Regions from separate parts of the Sus scrofa genome. Here regions 2 and 3 are each linked to region 1. Evidence: chromatin contacts called from public HiChIP or PLAC-seq data. All regions are on one chromosome and are shown on one strand. The core of a region is the stretch at or near the end of the contact, and the rest is flanking DNA. Distances in the headings are between cores, read along the strand shown. Region 1 has its middle 19 kb from the start of CRYBB2. Region 2 overlaps GRK3 (beta-adrenergic receptor kinase 2). Region 3 has its middle 17 kb from the start of MYO18B.

Region 1 (2,735 bases), core at 90-2,589:
ACAGCTCATCTCTGCTTCAAATAGAGTCATCTAGGGTGGCTTGAAGGCTGGGGTGGACCACTGCATGGCCAGGTGTGCTGGCAGTTGGCTGGGACCTCAACTATAGCTCTCAGATTGGATACCCCCAACATGAGGACACCCCGTGTCACTGGCTTCCCCACAACCTGGTAGCTGGGTTCTCAGAGAAAGTGTCACAAGAGGAAGCAGAAGACGCCTGGTATCTTAGTGACTTGGTCTCAGAAGTCACACGGCATCATTTCCTCCAAGCTCCATTGGAAGAGGATTACTGTAGGTGGACCCAGGTTCTAGGGGAGGAGACAAAACCCCCACCAGTCAATGAGAGGAAGGTCAGTGTATGAGATGAGATATATTATGGGGGCTGTCCTTACAAAATACAATCTGCCACTTGGGGAAGCAAGGCAGGAATGGACTTTCACAGGCAAGGAAGAGGGCCTGTGTTCATAGGACCATGACATGCTCTGTCTCTCAGACTTCATTCTGTTCAGTGAAAGAACAGACTGGACATGTTATCTGGTTGGGGTCATTGTCCCTCCCCCCATATCTCTCTGATTGGTCTCTATATATGTGTGTATTTCTGTCTCTCTTGGTACCTGTCTTTATTTCTGCTCTTATCACTTCATCTTTCTCCATCTTTCTCTTTCTCCATCTGTTTTTCTCTCTTTATCTCCCCGTTCATTTCCTATTTTTTCCTTCACCTTCCTCCCTCCATCCCTCTTTCTCTGCCCCGGGTGGGCTGTGCTCTGATTCCCCCACCCTCCCAACGCCCACCATGTGAGCATGGACAGCGTCCCCTTTTCCTCTGGTATCCAAGGGACCCGCTCTGCCTCTCCTTCCTGCCCTCTAGGAGCCACTTCCCTTTCAAGCCACCAGGTGGCAGCAAAGCGTCATCTTCAGGGCTGCCCGCCTGCAGGGCCCTGATTGGATCCCGGCCCTGTCAATCAAAGCGGGGCAGAAGCACATTGTTACAGGTGGGGGATTTACTCTCTGCCCTAGAACAAACGGTGGGTTATTCCTGTTTTGCACGTGAGCAGCTGAGGCTTACAGAGGGGGTAATGGCTTGCTCAAGTTCACTCTGGGAGAAAATGGAAAAACGGGTTGGAGCCCAGAGTTCTATCTGACCCAGGGTCATTCGCCTGTCTGCTGTTGAACCCTCACACCCCGAACTCTCCCCGGCTGCTCTGGGGGCCCTTTTCCTGGCTGCTGGTAGTCACTGTGCAGTCCTGTGCCCTGTGCTTGGCCGATGGAAGTTCAGGGGATGCCCTTTGAAGCCTGGAGTACTGGGGAGGCTGGCGGGCAGGGCGCCCTGACCGGAGCTTTTAAAAATAGGGAGCCTAAAATAGTCCTTCCCAAGCCTCCTTCTCACTGGGGCTTTTGCTGCTGGCTGGGCTGTCGGGTCCCAGTGTCCTGCTGGCTCCTCTGGACAGACTCTGCGGGAAATCCAGGCTGGAAGGCAAGCCCGCCTCAGAGCCACAGCCCATTACAAGCCTCCTAAAACCAAAACCTCGCTCCCATCTCTGGGAGGAAGCTGATTGGGGATGGACTCCAGCATCAAGAGGCTTTGGCAGAACTGCCCTGAAGGAAAGGCTTGAAGCAGAACAGGTGTGTGATTTCTCTGTGTTGGTCTCTGAACTTCCATCCTCCTTTGACCTCCTGAATTTCTCTTAAATCCACCTACTTCTCACCAATCCCCCAATCCAAGCTGCATCGTCCCCTTTTCTCACAAACCCAACAGCCTCCCCCTGGGGTCCCTCTGCACACAGCAGTCAGAGGGAATCTTCTCAAAATGCAAATCCAATCATGACCCCCCACCCCCGTTTAAAACCTGCCATGGCTCCCCATTGCCCTTGGGCTAAAGAGCCGAGTCATTGACTCACAAGACCTTGGAGGGCTAGTCCCTACATAAATACACTTTTCTCCTGCACTTTGAACATATCATGAACTGTGCAGCCACAGGGCCTCCCAGTTGGCCTAATTAGCCCCCGAGCAGCCTTCAAATTCCAGCTCAGCGTCTTCCCTGGTTTCCCAGGTGAGGCCAATCCTCTGGGGACATGCAATTTTCTTCTCTGCTGAAGGCCTAAGCGCACGTGTTGGTTGACACTGGTCCGGTACTTTAATTCATTTCAGTTCCCTCCTAGACTAAAGTTTTCTTGAGGGCAAGGACCAGGTCTAATTTTGCATTCTATCTAACCACGAGCCCTGCGCAAAGTTGAGGCTTGATAGATATTGGATGGATGGGTGGATGGGTGGTCCAACCTCCTTAGAAACAGTCATGTCCAGGCAAAGACTGTCAGTCTAGGGAAAACCAGGCAGCAGGAAAGAAATCTTGTCTTGCTCCTTGGGCTTGAGTTGATCCCTCCTCCATCTCCTTCTTGAATTGGTGACCCTCCCCCATTATTCCTTCCAGAACATGGGACTCCGAAATCTGTCATGGGGTGAGATGTGAACCCTGACTCTTCTTAGCTGTGTGGCCTTAACCAACTGAGCCTTAACATTCTCATCTGGAAGCCGGTGCGTGAGGCTTATGTTTGAAGTGATGAGTCCAGAGCAGGATGCCTAGCTGCTGGGGAACAAAGGTAGATTTTATCTTTTAAACTGTCAATGCTTCTTCCTACCCTGGTGCCATCCCAGCCATCTCCTTTAGCTTCTAAAGAAAAGTATCCAATAAATGTTTTCATTCTATGGCGGGGCTCTTAACCTCAGCTCTCCTGAGAGGT
Region 2 (2,700 bases), core at 162-2,661, 210 kb after region 1:
TTAAAGGGGAAAGAAAAAAAAAAAGCTCACTTCATGTAAAGGTTTTATTCATTTTTCACATTTTTCACAGAACCTTCGTAAAGACCAAGGTTCTGTGACCTTATGAAGGTGGAACCGTTTGTATACAAAGCAGGGTGGTCCATTTCAGAGCACCTGCTTTGGAAAGGAGGGATTTTGACTTCTGCCAAACACTCCAGAAGCTGTCCTAGTGCCCTTCTTCTGGCCTTGATGCTCCAACTCCCCACCACACCCCCCCACCCCGCAACACACACATACTCACTCACACACACTCCTAACAACCAGAGGTTTCAGAGCTAGGCTTGGTTTGGGCAAAGTTTGCAGAAGACAAAGGGGAAAAACTGTGCATGTTTTGATCTCAGAATCAACACATCAGAATAACATCAGTTAAGGGTGGGTGGAGAGTTCAGGTTCCCTCAGTGTCTCGATGATTCTCTAAAGGCCTGTGGGCAGTGCCTCACTCTTGGTCTTTCTCCCTTTTCCTTCTAAATAACTTGCCCGTAATAATATCTCTCCCGTAATTATCCCTCAGGCCAGGGAGTGAGCGAGTCAAGCTTTTAAAGAGACCTGTGCTTTTTTGTCTCTACAAGCGTATTATTTTCCATCAGCCCGATCGCTCGCCTTTCTGCCACAAAACTGTAGCTCAAATGCATAAAGCCATTTCCTCAGCTCCCCGTCACAGCTCAGCCTCACTGAGGGGGAAGAGTGGAGAATTTTGAGTAATAGTTTGGAAGAGAAATGCTATCTTTAAGGGTAATTTTTATGATAGCCCCTCTGAAAGGCCAGGTTGCCTAAACTTTCCATGTGTCTCAAGCTTTATGATCACCCTACTCAGCATGGATTGGTTGGAAGCTTCCTGGGACGAATGGTAAATTCAGCCTAGTTCACCTTTCTTTTTTTTTTTTTTTACTTTCCAGATGAGTGGAGGGAGGTTAGAAAGCCTTCCTGGAACTATATCTGAAACCATAGGGATCTGTTTTCCTGGTTTTACAAATAAAATATCCTTACTGTAATTGAAATTTTATTTTGTGGTCAGATTCTTATAGTACTTAAACTAAAACCCTGTATATGTTCGTTTTCATTGGTAAAAACACAGCAATGGTGCTGCAGAAGATTAGGCTGAACCAAACCGACCCAGGGTTATCACCCTTTGTGTATCCTAGTTGTTTGATTATCATTGGTTTTGGACGACGAATAAATTGTCCCTAAGTGGTTATAGGTTGTCATCTAGTTATCTTCCTACACACAGTTATGGTGCTTTTGAATCTTTTGCCTTTGTAAGCATGTTAAATCATAAATATCTTGATTTCTTAAAATTAATAAGCTTCTTGATTGCGACCAAGAACTCTACAAGAACTTCCCTCTGGTGATCTCCGAGCGCTGGCAGCAGGAAGTGGCGGAAACAGTTTACGAAGCAGTAAATGCAGACACGGATAAAATAGAGGCCAGGAAGAGAGCTAAAAATAAGCAACTTGGCCATGAAGAAGGTAAAATAGCTGGTGTGTCTCAAGATATTTCTAATGCAATGAATTTTCAAGATTTCTTGTAAAGCTGAAAACGGTATCTGGGTCATAAAGTACTTCCTAATAGAGGAGGGAAACGCCATAAATTGTTTTTGTTTTATCAGGCTTGGAAAAGTTGGGTGTGAGATGATATTTCAAAGTCTTTAGTCCACAAATAAATAATACGTAGCCAGCAGTACTTTTGTCAATATGCCTTCTTACTTTGGAGAGTTTGGGGGCCAATTTGAACGTTTGTTTCATTGAAGTCACTCTTGATTTTTCTAAGACATGATGGATTTGGATATTTAAATGTATTGTACCGAGTGATTATGATAATACATCTTTCTGTTTTACATCTAAGCAAAGACCTCTTTGAGGTTAATATGTAATAAGAATGACAGGGAACGGTTTCAGTCTATGAACAGTTTGCTTTTTTTCTTTTTTCTTATTTTCCTTTTTAGGGCTGCACGTTCAGCATATGGAAATTCCCAGGCTAGGGGTCAACTTGGAGCTGCAGCTGCTGGCCCACAACTTCAGCAACACCATATCCAAGCCGAATCTACGAACTACGCTGAAGCTATTGGCAATGCCGGACTCTTAACCCGCTGAGCAAGGTCAGGTCGAACCCACATCTTACTAGTCGTGTCTATTACTGCTGTGCCACAGTAGGAATTCCCAGATGGAAGTATCTTGATGCAGGATTCCTGGGTCTTGTTGACTGTTCCCCGGGAGCATATTTCATCTATTTAGAAAGGTGTCCTCAGTCCTGGATGAATGATTCCTTACCTAAAAACCACCAGTGGAACACGACAGCCCTTAACTGTGCTCCCCTCCATTCTGAGGGGAAATGGGACTTATTCCTAAGCTGTCCTTTAGAGAATGGGCCCACTGAGATCACTCAGGACTGCGGCGCCAGAACACACAGGAAGTTATACCTGCAGTAACTTGCCCAGGGGAGAGCCGTGATGTCACCAGAATCTTGATGATTTGGACCCAGAAGAAAAAAAAATGCATGTCTTAATGACCTTGTTGAAGTGTCTTTTTAATTAGAGCTGCAAGCAGCACATCTAGCAAATTAATGAATTTATCTTCCTATATAAGTAATTCAGGGATACCTGGATCTTGGTTGAAGATCTCAGAAGTCACCCTGACAGAACAATGACGTTTAGGCTTAAATCTC
Region 3 (2,700 bases), core at 76-2,575, 230 kb after region 1:
GTCCCTAAATCATGCCGAGGTCAGAGCAATACTGGATTGTCCTGGGTGTTGAAAATCCACCCGCCATGGGTACCAGGGGAATAAAGCAGATTTCCGCAGAGACCCGAGGCGCAGACACATCCCTTTAAGTCAACTTAACCATCCCTGCAGCTCTCAGTTTATGAAGACCCCACCCCACCCCACCCCAGCCCCCAGCCCAGAGAATCTGCCCCCACTATTTAAGACCAACAGCCATGAAAAGATACAAAGGACAGCAAAGCCCCAGCAAATGAGTTTTCAGGAAGTGCCACAAGGTGCTTCACGTTTCAATGTTAGACAATCTAGCATGACATGGAGAAAATAGCTCTAGGGGACCTCTCACCTTCAAATTCTCTGCATGGAGCAGCCTAAGATGTCCCATGCCACTCTCCGTGGGACTCCCAGGGACTCGCCTCAATCTCATGTTGATTGTATAGACGGCTATTTCCAAAGCAGCCCACACTTTGCGTCTCTATGAACTTCTACTGAACACTCATTTTCTTCTTCCTTTTTTTAAAAATTTTTATTTACTTATTTATTTATTTTGCTTTTTAGGGCCACACGTGTGGCATATGGAAGTTCCTAGGTTAAGGGTCAAATCAGAGCTACAGCTGCCAGCCTACAGCCACAGCAATGCTGGCTCTACGTCTGCCACCTACACCACAGCTCTTGGCAACACCGGATCCTTAACCCACTGAGCAAGGTCAGGGATCGAATGTGCATCCTCATGGATCCTAGTCAGTTCATTACCGCTGAGCCATGACGGGAACTCCCTTGAACACTAATTTCAACACCCAGAAGAAAATAATAGTTTCCTTTGGAAAACTATTGCTCAATCAGCCATGGGGACAGCAGAGTCACAACCTGTCTAATGGTGGAAATGACTCTTAAGAAAAGCAGCTCGTGGTGTTCCAATAACTGTTGGCTTCAAAGTCAGCAAGACCTGGATTTGAGTCTCCTTAGTTGAAGGGAATGCATGATATACTTAACCTATGCAAGCCCCTACTTTTCTCTTTCCAGGTGCTTTAAGTTGGACCCGGGACCCTTTACTGGAGTGCTTGTACCTGGACAAAAGAATACAAAGAGACTAAAAATAACTGCCCGCAGGCACAGTTGGGGCAATTAGGAATAATAAGATACAAACAATAAGATAAAATAGGCGACAAACTTTTGCCCAGAGCAAAAGCAGGGTACTGCGCAGGACCCCTGCGCGAGGTACTGCTCGGGGTTGGGGGGCGGAGGGGCGGGGCGTGAGCAGACCACCTAAGCCACGCCTCCTGCCCAACCCACACACCTCCCTAATCTCATTTAAGGACGGGCCCGCCCTCTTAGAGGAGAGTACGGTAGTGCTTGATCTCCCTCCTTCCTCCCGTAGCCCCATTAAAGCCCAGCCCAAATTCCTCATAGGGCCTCTTATCAATTCCAACGGATTAAAGAATCCAAGGACCCGAGTGGGTGACACAGGTAGCGGACAAGCGCATACACAAAACACATTTTAGAGCATCCTCTTTGGCGCAGTGTTTAAGGCTGTGTCCTCTGGGGCCGGAACGACGTGGGTTCAAACCTTGGCTCTCCACTGCTTCAGGTAAGTGCGACTGTGACTCAGTTTCCCCGTCTGTGAAATGGGAGTGAGGAAACCCTACTTCCTAGGGTTATCAGCCTTGAGCATAGGAAATGAGCTCATTAAAGACTCTGTGTGTGTGACAGCAGCTGCCTCCTCCTCACACGTGTTTCCGTTCGTTGGTTGTTTACCAAGAGACACCAGCACTTGTTAAGGTTACTTTCTGGAGCCAGGCTCTCCTCCTCGCCCAAGTCCTGTGGCCTCTGGTTATCTGCCTGGAGCAGAGGCAGCAGTGCGGCTGTGCGGCCCGCCCGCTGCTGGAGACAGGGGTGGCGGAGGGGAATGTGCTTGCGTTGGGAGCTGTCCCCTCCCCTGCTCCGCGCCACCAAATATGTCCATGTGCTCTGATGGCCTGGTCAACGGCCACCCGGGGCTGCCGTCTCCTGGCCAGACCTGGAGCTCACCGGCTAATTTTAGAAATGACTTGTGGACTCAGCTGCTGCTATCACATTGGCGCCGAGGGAGGGGGAGGACAGGGAGGAGCAGGCGGGGAAGGGGATGTGTGTGTGGTGTGGGGAGGGGAGCTCCCGACATTTCTCCTCAGTCCCTGCTCTCCGGGCTTGGTGGGGTCTCCGTGCGTCGACCTGGGGAGACCCCCTTGGGCAGGAGTGGATCCTGTGACCTTGGCCCCGCGCAGACCAGGTACCTGTCGGGCTGGGTTTTGCTATGGGCCCTTGTGAGCTGATGGGCATAGTTTTCCGGAATGTGCGTTGGGGGCTGCGGTGGCAGGACTCTGGCCTTTCTGTCTATTTTAGGCCTTTCTGGTGTTATCAGCCTGCTAGGCCTCTCTTCCCTTTGCTGGTTGCCTGCTTAGAAAACAAGAGTGTTTCGTGGAAGGATTTTAGGATAAAACTCTGGGGTGAGGGGACATTTTTAAGGATCACCCTGGACAGGACCTGGTTGCTGCTTATTAAAAAAAAATATGTATTTTTTTGAGTCATGAGATAAGCTTCACTGTGGAATCTCAGCGAGCAGACGGTGGCAGGGTTTGTTATTTTTCCTCAGTTCCCAGTGATTTCTGCTTAACTGGGTGTCAATTGATGGTCAAGAAGCCAAACTCC

What was found. HiChIP or PLAC-seq counts read pairs in DNA pulled down with a chosen protein or histone mark.
Region 2: a contact with region 1 is called in an H3K27ac HiChIP or PLAC-seq map of skeletal muscle. The contact joins two enhancer-like sites. A contact is called at or near these places in 8 of 47 Hi-C or Micro-C datasets (alveolar macrophages, brain, embryonic fibroblasts and 4 more) and 1 of 2 datasets of contacts at active chromatin or transcription factors (skeletal muscle).
Region 3: a contact with region 1 is called in an H3K27ac HiChIP or PLAC-seq map of skeletal muscle. The contact joins two enhancer-like sites. A contact is called at or near these places in 4 of 47 Hi-C or Micro-C datasets (adipocytes, embryonic fibroblasts, epiblast stem cells and 1 more) and 2 of 2 datasets of contacts at active chromatin or transcription factors (alveolar macrophages and skeletal muscle).

The regions. Positions count from the first base shown.
Region 1 is chr14:43,223,527-43,226,261 of Sscrofa11.1, forward strand. No RefSeq gene overlaps it. Among named protein-coding and RNA genes, the nearest start is that of CRYBB2, 19 kb to the left of the region's middle. Within about 2 kb of position 1,340, at least 7 of the 83 cell types and tissues checked have an H3K27ac peak or open chromatin away from gene starts, as enhancers often do. A contact at or near this core is called in skeletal muscle, where this site is marked.
Region 2 is chr14:43,429,645-43,432,344 of Sscrofa11.1, forward strand. It overlaps GRK3 (beta-adrenergic receptor kinase 2), which reads left to right. Exons shown (of 21, transcript XM_001924379.7): 18 at 1,343-1,505. Among named protein-coding and RNA genes, the nearest start is that of MYO18B, 37 kb to the right of the region's middle. Within about 2 kb of position 1,412, at least 1 of the 83 cell types and tissues checked has an H3K27ac peak or open chromatin away from gene starts, as enhancers often do. A contact at or near this core is called in skeletal muscle, where this site is marked.
Region 3 is chr14:43,449,741-43,452,440 of Sscrofa11.1, forward strand. No RefSeq gene overlaps it. Among named protein-coding and RNA genes, the nearest start is that of MYO18B, 17 kb to the right of the region's middle. Within about 2 kb of position 1,326, at least 9 of the 83 cell types and tissues checked have an H3K27ac peak or open chromatin away from gene starts, as enhancers often do. A contact at or near this core is called in skeletal muscle, where this site is marked.